2 separate regions of the Mus musculus genome follow, and region 1 is linked to region 2. The links are chromatin contacts, called in public HiChIP or PLAC-seq maps. All regions are on one chromosome and are shown on one strand. The core of a region is the stretch at or near the end of the contact, and the rest is flanking DNA. Distances in the headings are between cores, read along the strand shown.

The links. HiChIP or PLAC-seq counts read pairs in DNA pulled down with a chosen protein or histone mark.
Region 1: an H3K27ac HiChIP or PLAC-seq map of extraembryonic endoderm stem cells shows a contact between it and region 2. The contact joins two enhancer-like sites. A contact is called at or near these places in 1 of 39 promoter capture datasets (liver), 1 of 15 datasets of contacts at CTCF or cohesin (pro-B cells), 42 of 484 Hi-C or Micro-C datasets (B cells, the Ba/F3 cell line, the HPC-7 cell line and 25 more), 7 of 115 datasets of contacts at active chromatin or transcription factors (the HPC-7 cell line, astrocytes, embryonic stem cells and 2 more) and 3 of 9 other capture datasets (adipose tissue, embryonic stem cells and liver).

The regions. Positions count from the first base shown.
Region 1 is chr14:26,444,472-26,448,668 of GRCm38.p6, forward strand. All of the region lies in intron 13 of Slmap (sarcolemma associated protein), which reads right to left. Among named protein-coding and RNA genes, the nearest start is that of Gm34223, 42 kb to the left of the region's middle. Within about 2 kb of position 2,245, at least 2 of the 459 cell types and tissues checked have an H3K27ac peak or open chromatin away from gene starts, as enhancers often do. A contact at or near this core is called in extraembryonic endoderm stem cells, where this site is marked.
Region 2 is chr14:26,376,502-26,381,077 of GRCm38.p6, forward strand. The region is part of intron 4 of 4933413J09Rik (RIKEN cDNA 4933413J09 gene); the gene reads left to right. Gm52114 (a long non-coding RNA gene) reads right to left here. Exons shown (of 4, transcript XR_003951124.1): 4 at 1,613-1,759. Among named protein-coding and RNA genes, the nearest start is that of Gm52114, 12 kb to the right of the region's middle. Within about 2 kb of position 2,755, at least 30 of the 459 cell types and tissues checked have an H3K27ac peak or open chromatin away from gene starts, as enhancers often do. A contact at or near this core is called in extraembryonic endoderm stem cells, where this site is marked.

The DNA.
Region 1 (4,197 bases), core at 995-3,494, 67 kb after region 2:
TAATCGTTAGTACAGCCATAACACCTAAAACATTTTCACCACCCCAAAAGAAGCCAAATAAATATTAAGCATTTGTTCCCCACCCTCCCTCTCTGGCCCTGGCAGGTTATGATCTGTTTCCTATTGCTTGATTTATTTACCCTGTATGGATCATAGAAATGGAACAATAGAGTGTGTGCCTTGGTTTCTGGTTTAGCCTGTGATATTTTAAGACACAAGTCAATGAACATTCAGTGTATCTTCTTAATTTACAGCATAGAATCAATACCTTTCACTGGGGCACTGTCTTACATTCTGTTTTATTCATAAGTATATTCTCTGTGGGTATGTGTGTCCACGTCCTTCCACACATCCCATTTTTCTCACTTCTCTTTTTAAAACATTTACTTTAGAAAATTTTTACTCAAAATTCTTACCATTTTCATTGTCTAGAATATTTACTTTTTAAAAAACCTTTGTACTGATTTTTAAAACTTTAGTATCGTACTCTTGCCTGTCAATAATTTTAATAACTTGGGCTACACCTTTTAAGAGACAATATGTTTCTTGTTTTATTTATAAAATATCTAACTTTCTGAAAAAATTAATTACATTTCTTAAAAGCTTTCTTCTGCTTCGTACATTTTTCCTGTTTCTTCCCTGGCTCATAAAGTCCTGGTTTTCTTATACTCAAACCTGCAAAGTTCTAGAAGCTCTTATGGGACACAGAGCAGTTCAGGAGACTTGTGAGCAGCAGCTCCTGAATGGCGCAGGGTAAAGAAAATAAGGCACAGACTGCTCTTAGGTAAACCCACACCCTTGCTTAAAGCACCACATGGATTCCCGGGTCCTGAGCACCTTTGGCATCTGGGCTGTCTATTCAAAACTTTCCCCTCTACCCCCTGTAGAGTAAGAAACAGAATACAATTCCAAATCTCTCACACCTGATTAACTTTTTTGGAATATTCCAAAATTTTGTTGACACCTATGACTTGCTAAAGTCTCCCCCACCCCTTTGTCCTTGTGACCTAAATCTTTTGTTATAAATGGATTCACTAACTGTATTTAATCAAAAGCTTTCAACTGCCTTTTAAAAACTGTGTCTTTTATTTCTAGGACTGCCCATTCATTTCCTATGCCTGCCCACTCCTTTCTTAGCCTTTCATTGCCTTTTTCTCCATGAGGATATAATTTAAATATGTGTATTTGGCATTCAAGATTTTTTCTAGTGGCAATAGCATTCATCTATTCATTGTATTAATTATCTGCAACTGAACTGTTTTTAATGCTGATGGCAAGTCATATTCTCTCTTAGTTTCCAGAACTCTATTCTCTAACTGCTTTCTAGGTATCTTCATGCAGAATCCCACAGGGACGTAATCTCATTGTGGCTAAAGCTGAGTTTCTATTTTCTTCCTTTCTCCTAAATGATGTAGGTGTCCTTCCTCTCTTGCTCCACTATTCTTTATTCAAATCTCTTTGACGGGATGCTGCAGCTGTCCATTACCTCCACTTTCCTCAATTCACTATAAACTACTTATGGGAACAAAAGGAGTCCTTCGAATATTACTGTGCACCAGGATAACAAAGACACGATAACAAGGAAATTGGTTTAAAGAGAATGGGGAGGTGTGTCAACACAGATCTGACCTAGGCCTCATATCTGTCTGGTTATCATCTCTTCTGGTCTTTCTCAACTACAACGATTGTCTTAAACATCAAAAACTCAGCCAGGTGATGGTAGGTTACACCTTTAATGCCAGAACTCAGAGAGGCAGAGGCCAGCCTGAAGTTGCTCTCAACTTCTAAGAAGCCAGGGCTACACAGAAAAACTCTTGTCATGAAAAACCATAAATAGGGGGGTATCATATTAGAATATATTGCTCAAAACTTTCCCTTTCATTTTGAGAAAGTGAAAAACAAAGCAAACAAAACATAAAACCTCCAACAACACAGAAGCTCTATTGCAATACCTATAATCTACAGAAAGAACAGCTTATGGCCTACTTCCCCTACCCCTCATCAGAGATCAGAAGAAAGAACTTCCATGTAACAGAAGATCCTTTAGATCTTGAAGGAGTTATCTGACTTGCCACAATTGAAAGAGATACAATAGATACAATAAAAAACCAAACCAAGCCAAACCAATCCAATCCACGGTTGGTTTGTTTGATATACTTAAGTATTACTCTAGAGTGGGGATTATTACCATGCTCTTGTTCCTCCTCATTTACTTGAGGCAGGGTCTTATCACTTATCAGCCGTGTTGCTCTAGCAACCCTCTTATCTCAGCCTGCTCACTGCTCAGATTACAGGCATGTGCCACCTCATCTGGATAGTGCCACATTTAGTCATGTGTATTTATTGTGTAAATAACACACACACACAGAGGTTTTAAAAGGTGTAGGTATTTATAAAGTGAATTTCTTTGAGGGCATTGCCCAGTCAAAGAACAGATCCTTTCTATCAACCTTCAAAGGTCGATATCAACTCTCTACGTTCTCTTCCCACAATGGCAAGGACTACCTGACTTTGTAATACTTACCCTTTCATATTTATTTGCTTCCTCCATTTCTTGGTATGTATATGTGTATTCATGTGTGGGTATGTGGGCACATGTGTGCACATGCATGTGAAGGCCACAGATTACACTGAGTACCTTCCTCAGTATTCATGTGTATTCATGTGTGGATATGTGGGCACATGTGTGCACATGCATGTGAAGGCCACAGATTACACTGAGTACCTTCCTCAGTATTCATGTGTATTCATGTGTGGGTATGTGGGCACATGTGTGCACATGCATGTGAAGGCCACAGATTACACTGAGTACCTTCCTCAGTTGCTCTCATATTATTTTTTGAGAGATGATTTCTCATTGAACCTGGTTCTCACCATCCAGCTAGTGCAGCTGGCCAACACATCTTCCTGTCTTTGCCTCACCTTATCTGGGATTACCAGGATGTGTGACTGTGCCGTTTTTTTCTACTGCTACTAGACATCCCTCTGGCCTTTGTGTGTGTGCAACAAGCACTTTGCCAAGCAAGCTATCTCCCTGTGCACTCTTTCGCATTTCTTTAGTCACACTACCCAAACATACCTGACTAAATAAATATAACTTTCAGGGTTTAACTTCCTAAATAAACTACTACAGTGCATATTCTTACATGTTATGCTCTGTCACCCAACAGATCATAGTGCATTTATTCACTAATATTGAAAGTCTTCTGAGTTGTTTCCAGTTTGGGACTATTATAAACCTGCTGCTATGAACATCCTTGAGTTTTAATCTAATTTATCTCCTTGGGCACTTCTATATGGAGCTTATTCTGGGAAGCAAAACTAGCAACAAAATCATCTTAACTACACGAGGGACCATCATCTAAACATTTATTTTAGTCATAAAGTATAGGATGATAAAATTGTAAATTTTAAAATTTTGAATCTGCCAAAACCCTACTGGATGAGAACTAAGCTTATTTCTTGGTTCACAGAAATAAATTATGTACCACATTACTATGTGGTTTAAAATAGAAATAAGGAATAAAGTGACATACTCACAAGAAGACTTTCAGCTGTCTTGGTGTTTTAAAGTTTCTGTTAAAAATATAGCTATTGGACTGGAGAAACGGCTCAGCAGTTAAGAGCACTGACTGCTCTTCCAAAGATCTTGAGTTCAAATCCCAGCAACAACATGGTGGCTCACAATCATCCGTAAGAGAGTGATATCTAACACCCTCTTCTGGTGTGTCTGAAGAGAGCTACAGTGTACTTACAGATAATAATTAAATCTTTGGGCTGCAGCAAGAAGGGCTGGTGTGAGCAGAGGTCCTGAGTTCAAGCCCCAGCAACCCCATGATGGCTCACAACCATCTGTACAGCTACAGTGTGCTCATATACATTAAATAAATAATAAATAAATAAATAAATCTTGAGGGGGAAAAAAAAAGAAGACGACTCAGGTGTGCAAAGATTAGGTTCTTAACACCAGAGACACATTTTCCTTAGATGACAAGGACAACTAACCACGATGCTAAGACATAAGTACAACTAAGAATCCTAGGTAAATTCAGGTTAGAGGAGAACTAGACTATCTGCTCTGCAACTACCAACCCAAAAAATATTTCTAAATCTCAAAACGGAGTTTCATCATGAAATATTGTTATAATAATGTGCTTAATTGCAAACATGCCAGCAATTAAAATAATGTAAATGGCA
Region 2 (4,576 bases), core at 1,505-4,004:
CTAAAATACAATACTCTATATACTCAGGTTCATAAAATGATCAAAAAGACCAAATTAATAGAAGACATAACTGTACTCCTCTAATACCTTAAGAGATGAAAAATTTAAGTGTGTATAGAAGAAATCAGAAAACCCTGAGCTATCTGCCTCTGGTTTTCATGAAATATAGCATTAGTGATAGATGCATTGCAGAGACAATGACTTCCTCGACATGTAGGGATATAGTTTTGTTTTTCTGCTTTTGTTTGTTTGTGTTTGAGATTTATTTCATTCATTTATGTGTATGGGTGTTTTGCATGCTAAGGGCCTGTGTACCACATGCATGCAATTCCCACATGCGCCAGAAGAGGGCAATAGATTCCATCTGGAACTGAAGTTACAGAGGCTTGTTAGCTGCTCCTTGGGCCCTCAGGGAGAGCAACAACTCCTCTTAAAGGGTGCTCATCCAGTCCCTGCACTTGGCTTTTGTCCTTCCAGCCATTTGTTTTATAGTAGATGGTCTAGATCACTTGCAACAAATGAGGGAGGTTTCTGGAGATCTGCAGGGACAGGGGCATGAGGTGTGCATGCTAATTGCCTTTGGCTACCAGATACCTAAGCAGGGTATTCATGTGTTCAGGATCCTGCTCCAGCATCACTTACTGTCGGGGTTGGAGCAGGTCTGTCATGTCTCATCTAGGATGACAATGTAGATTAGGCCCATCAGATGAGATGCAGAACTAAGAAAACCCTGCTGGTGTGGTGCAGGGTAAGGAACCCCTTTAGATGCTCCAACCAGGCAGTGTTGAGAGGAAGCTTCAGGAAAGCCTGTGTGGACATAATCTGGGGCAGAGGCCACGTGCCTGAGCTGGGGGCTTCTCTGTGCAGGGCTAAGAAGAGAGAGTAGTGGTTGATGCTGCTTTTTACCACAGCAGCCCTCAGGGTATATCAAGGAAGTGTTTGTTCAGATGACTGATTTATTCTTGGGGGGATTTCTGGGTTAGTGTATGAAGAAAGTAATCCTGGGGGTCCCAAGACTGGTGCTGTCAAACCAAAGATACAAAAATCTACTCTTTATAAATAAAGGGCATATATACACACAAGGAACACCAATATAGATACATAGTTCTTTCAATTCTATGGCTGGTGTAGTCAGCTGGCCAGATGGCTCAGCACAGAATAGTACTTGTTTCCAGGCCTACAAACTTGATTTTCTTCCCTGGGATTCACAGGGTTGACAGAGAGAACAAACTTCCCACAAGTTTGTCCTCTGTTCTTCATGTGGATGGGGCCACCAGGTCTTTGTCACAGAAACGGAGCATCGGGAATTACATAGCATTCCTCATATGAACTGGAATGTCTCCGTCTGATGCCCTCAGGAAGTTACATCACAGTGTGTTCCAACTTTTAGTAAAATTGCCTTGTAGAGAAGTTATAGAAACCAAGACTGCTGCCATCATCAGTGCATCCCCTGAGAAACAGGTGAAGGGGAGGTGGCCATTGGAAATCTGTAGCTGAGCTGGGACTGTTATGAGACCACAAGGTCTTCTCTACATGCCTGGTGTAGTAGCCCGGGTTCTCTAGTGTTCTCTAGTGGAACAGAACTTACAAAACGACTCTCTCCATATATAGGAAAGGCATTTATTAGAAAGACTTACAGGCTGTGGTGCAGGTAATCCAACAATGGCTGTCCATGAATGGAGAGTCCAATAGGAGAGTCCACAAGGCTGGATGTCTCAGCTGGTCTTCAGTATATGCTGGAATCCTGAAGAAGCAGGCTCTAATGCCAGTGAAGGAATGGACTTGTTAGCAAGGTGAGAGCAGGTAGGCAAAGAGCAACTACTTCCTCCTCTGGGTCCTAATATAGGCTTTCAACAGAAATGGCCCACATTTGAGGTGGGGTTTCCCAGCTCAAAAGATCTGGTTTGAAGGTCTTGACTTCCTACCTTCAAGGTCAGGATTCGATATAGGTCTTCCCACTTTAACTCAGCACCAAATTCCCTCCCAGGTGTACCCCTCTATTGCTGGGTTTGACTTAATTCCAGATGTAATCAAGTTAATAACCAATCATAGCCATCCCAAATTCACCCAGTGTCATCTTGACACACAATCATATCTCCTGTGCCATTATTAATTTCCAAATGAAGACAATTACCAGGTCATAATTACACCTAACATGATTCATCTATCCTTTCTCCAACCAAAAACGTAAGATAATCAAGTTGACAATCAAAAATTGCCATCCATCACATCTGGCTAACCATTTTTATTGTCTATCTCTGATTGTCTAGCAGTGACCTGTGATGAAAATCTAGTTCCTGTGGCCTGGTGAGCTTCAGTGTACCTTAGAGGCTACCTTAGTGAGGATGAGGTGGCCTGGTGGATAGACAGCTGGCTGGACCTGATCACTTGACATGCCTTATGCTGTTACCCAAACTCTTCCAAATTGACAATTGTCTCTACCTCCACTCAGAGTCAAGAATGCTAACACTTGTAGGTTCAGGCAGACACCATCTTCAAAACAGAAGGGACCTGAAGATGTAAGCATTTGTTGAGGCTGAGAAGTACATTTTTGCAACAATCAGTCCCCCTGACAGTAAATGATGGACAGTGAAGAGGCAGGTAGAGGATAACTACACACTGTCCCGTGGCTTCTTAGGTTTTCTCATGGTTTTCCCATTACCAGGGAGTCTTTGGATCTGGAGTCCATACAGCACAGGCGAGCAAAGAAAACAGCTGCGTTCTTGGAGGCTGTTCTCTTGAGACAATGCACCCTTTATGCTGAATCTGCTGAGTCAGATTGCCCCAGGGTCAGGAAGAAAAGTCCAAGGCCACATTCCCCTCAATCTAGAGAACATTCCTGAGGCCATTTTCTCTTCCCTCCATAGCCTGCATGGATTACTCTGCTTCTCTTTGTTCCAAGACAATAAAGTGACAAGAAGTAATGATCTAATCTCTCTCTCTCTCTCTCTCTCTCTCTCTCTCTCTCTCTCTCCCTCCCTCTCTCTCTCTCTCATCTGTGTACCTCAGGTTCACATCTTTAATGGCCCAAGTGCTCTAAGTCTCTCAATAACTGCAAGTAACAGTAGTTTAACCTGGCATTGTGGCACATGCCTTTTATACCAGGGGAGGCAAAGGAAGGTACAGCTCTATGAAATCTCTATGTAAACCAAGGCCAGCCTTGTTTACATAGCAAGTTCCAGGACATTAAAGCTATATAGTAGGACCCTGCCTCAAAGAAAGGTGGGGGGGAGAAAGAAAGAAAGAAAGAAACAAACAAACAAACAAACAAACAAAAGGCCAACTAGCCTGAAAAGATAAATTTTACTGTTAAACATGAAAGTGGGTTTCTCTAGAATTAGATATGGCAAAAGAAAAAGAAAAATAAGAAGATGCCAACATATTGGAACAATATTTTCTACAATACTTAAATAGTTCAGACTTTCATTATTTGATTTCCGTCAGGTTGCTAAGAAGCTCAGAGTGTCCACAGAACTCATATCTAGAGTGACTATGAACTGTTTTCCTTCTATGCTGACAAAGTTTCACTTTATAGCCCAGGCTAGATCTCCAAGTCCCAACATTTAACCATGCACTTTGCTCCTAGGAAGGTCAGTATCTCCCAGGGTTTCATATAATTATTTATGTTTGTAAGATTAAATTATGATAGTGAGATATAAAGTGTGGCTGGTAGCTGGGTATGGTATACACACTCAGTCCCAGTCCTTGGGAGGGAGACTGAAGCAGGAAGACCCTGACCTTAAGACTAACCTGCATATACTACATAAAAAGATTCTGTCTTCTCTGTAAACAAACAAACAAAAATAGTAGGAGACAGAAGGAAAGAAAAGGCGGGTGAGGAGGTGAAAGGAAAGAGAGATGGTTGAGGGACAGACTGGATAGAAGGAAAGAGAGACAGGAGAAAGAAAGGCAGAAAGGGGGAAAGGAGAGGAGAGAGCAGAGAGCAGAGAGGAGAGAGCAGAGAAAAGACAAAGAGGAAAGAGACAGAGCGGAGAGGAAGAAATAGAAGAGAGGGGAAAGTGGGAGGAAAGGAGAGAAAAGAAAGCTTGCAAGAGAGATCCTTGTGTTAATCACCGAAAATGTGAAAAAAAAAAAACTCACAAAACTTTGTTTTTAAAATTTTATTTATTTGCTTCATATAAATATGAAGTTTATCCTGCATGTGCAAAACCAGGAATTTTAACTATCAGCATCCAGAGCAGAGCAGCAGGTGTTGCCTGTTGCTTCATGTTGTTCAACTGTTGAACTGTCACCTTCTTCTGAGTTGTCCCAGACGCAAACAAGCCACAAGCCATGGCCATCTGAAGGTCCACAAGAACCTATTTGAGACTCACTGTGATCTACATTCATTTGTTTATCACCACAGGGTGTTAGGATATTTGATCTCTTTGTCTATCTTAACTTCCTGTGGGAGGAGCCTGGGGCAGCTCTCTTCACTCACCTGTGGGTCCTCATTACAGCCCTTGGCTGGTTTGGTAATGTTTTCTAATTGTGGAGGTAGACAAACAGTTGAACCACAACAGCTTTTCTAGGGATATACTGAGGTGGGTAGGGCTTGCAGACTGAAGACTGTCAC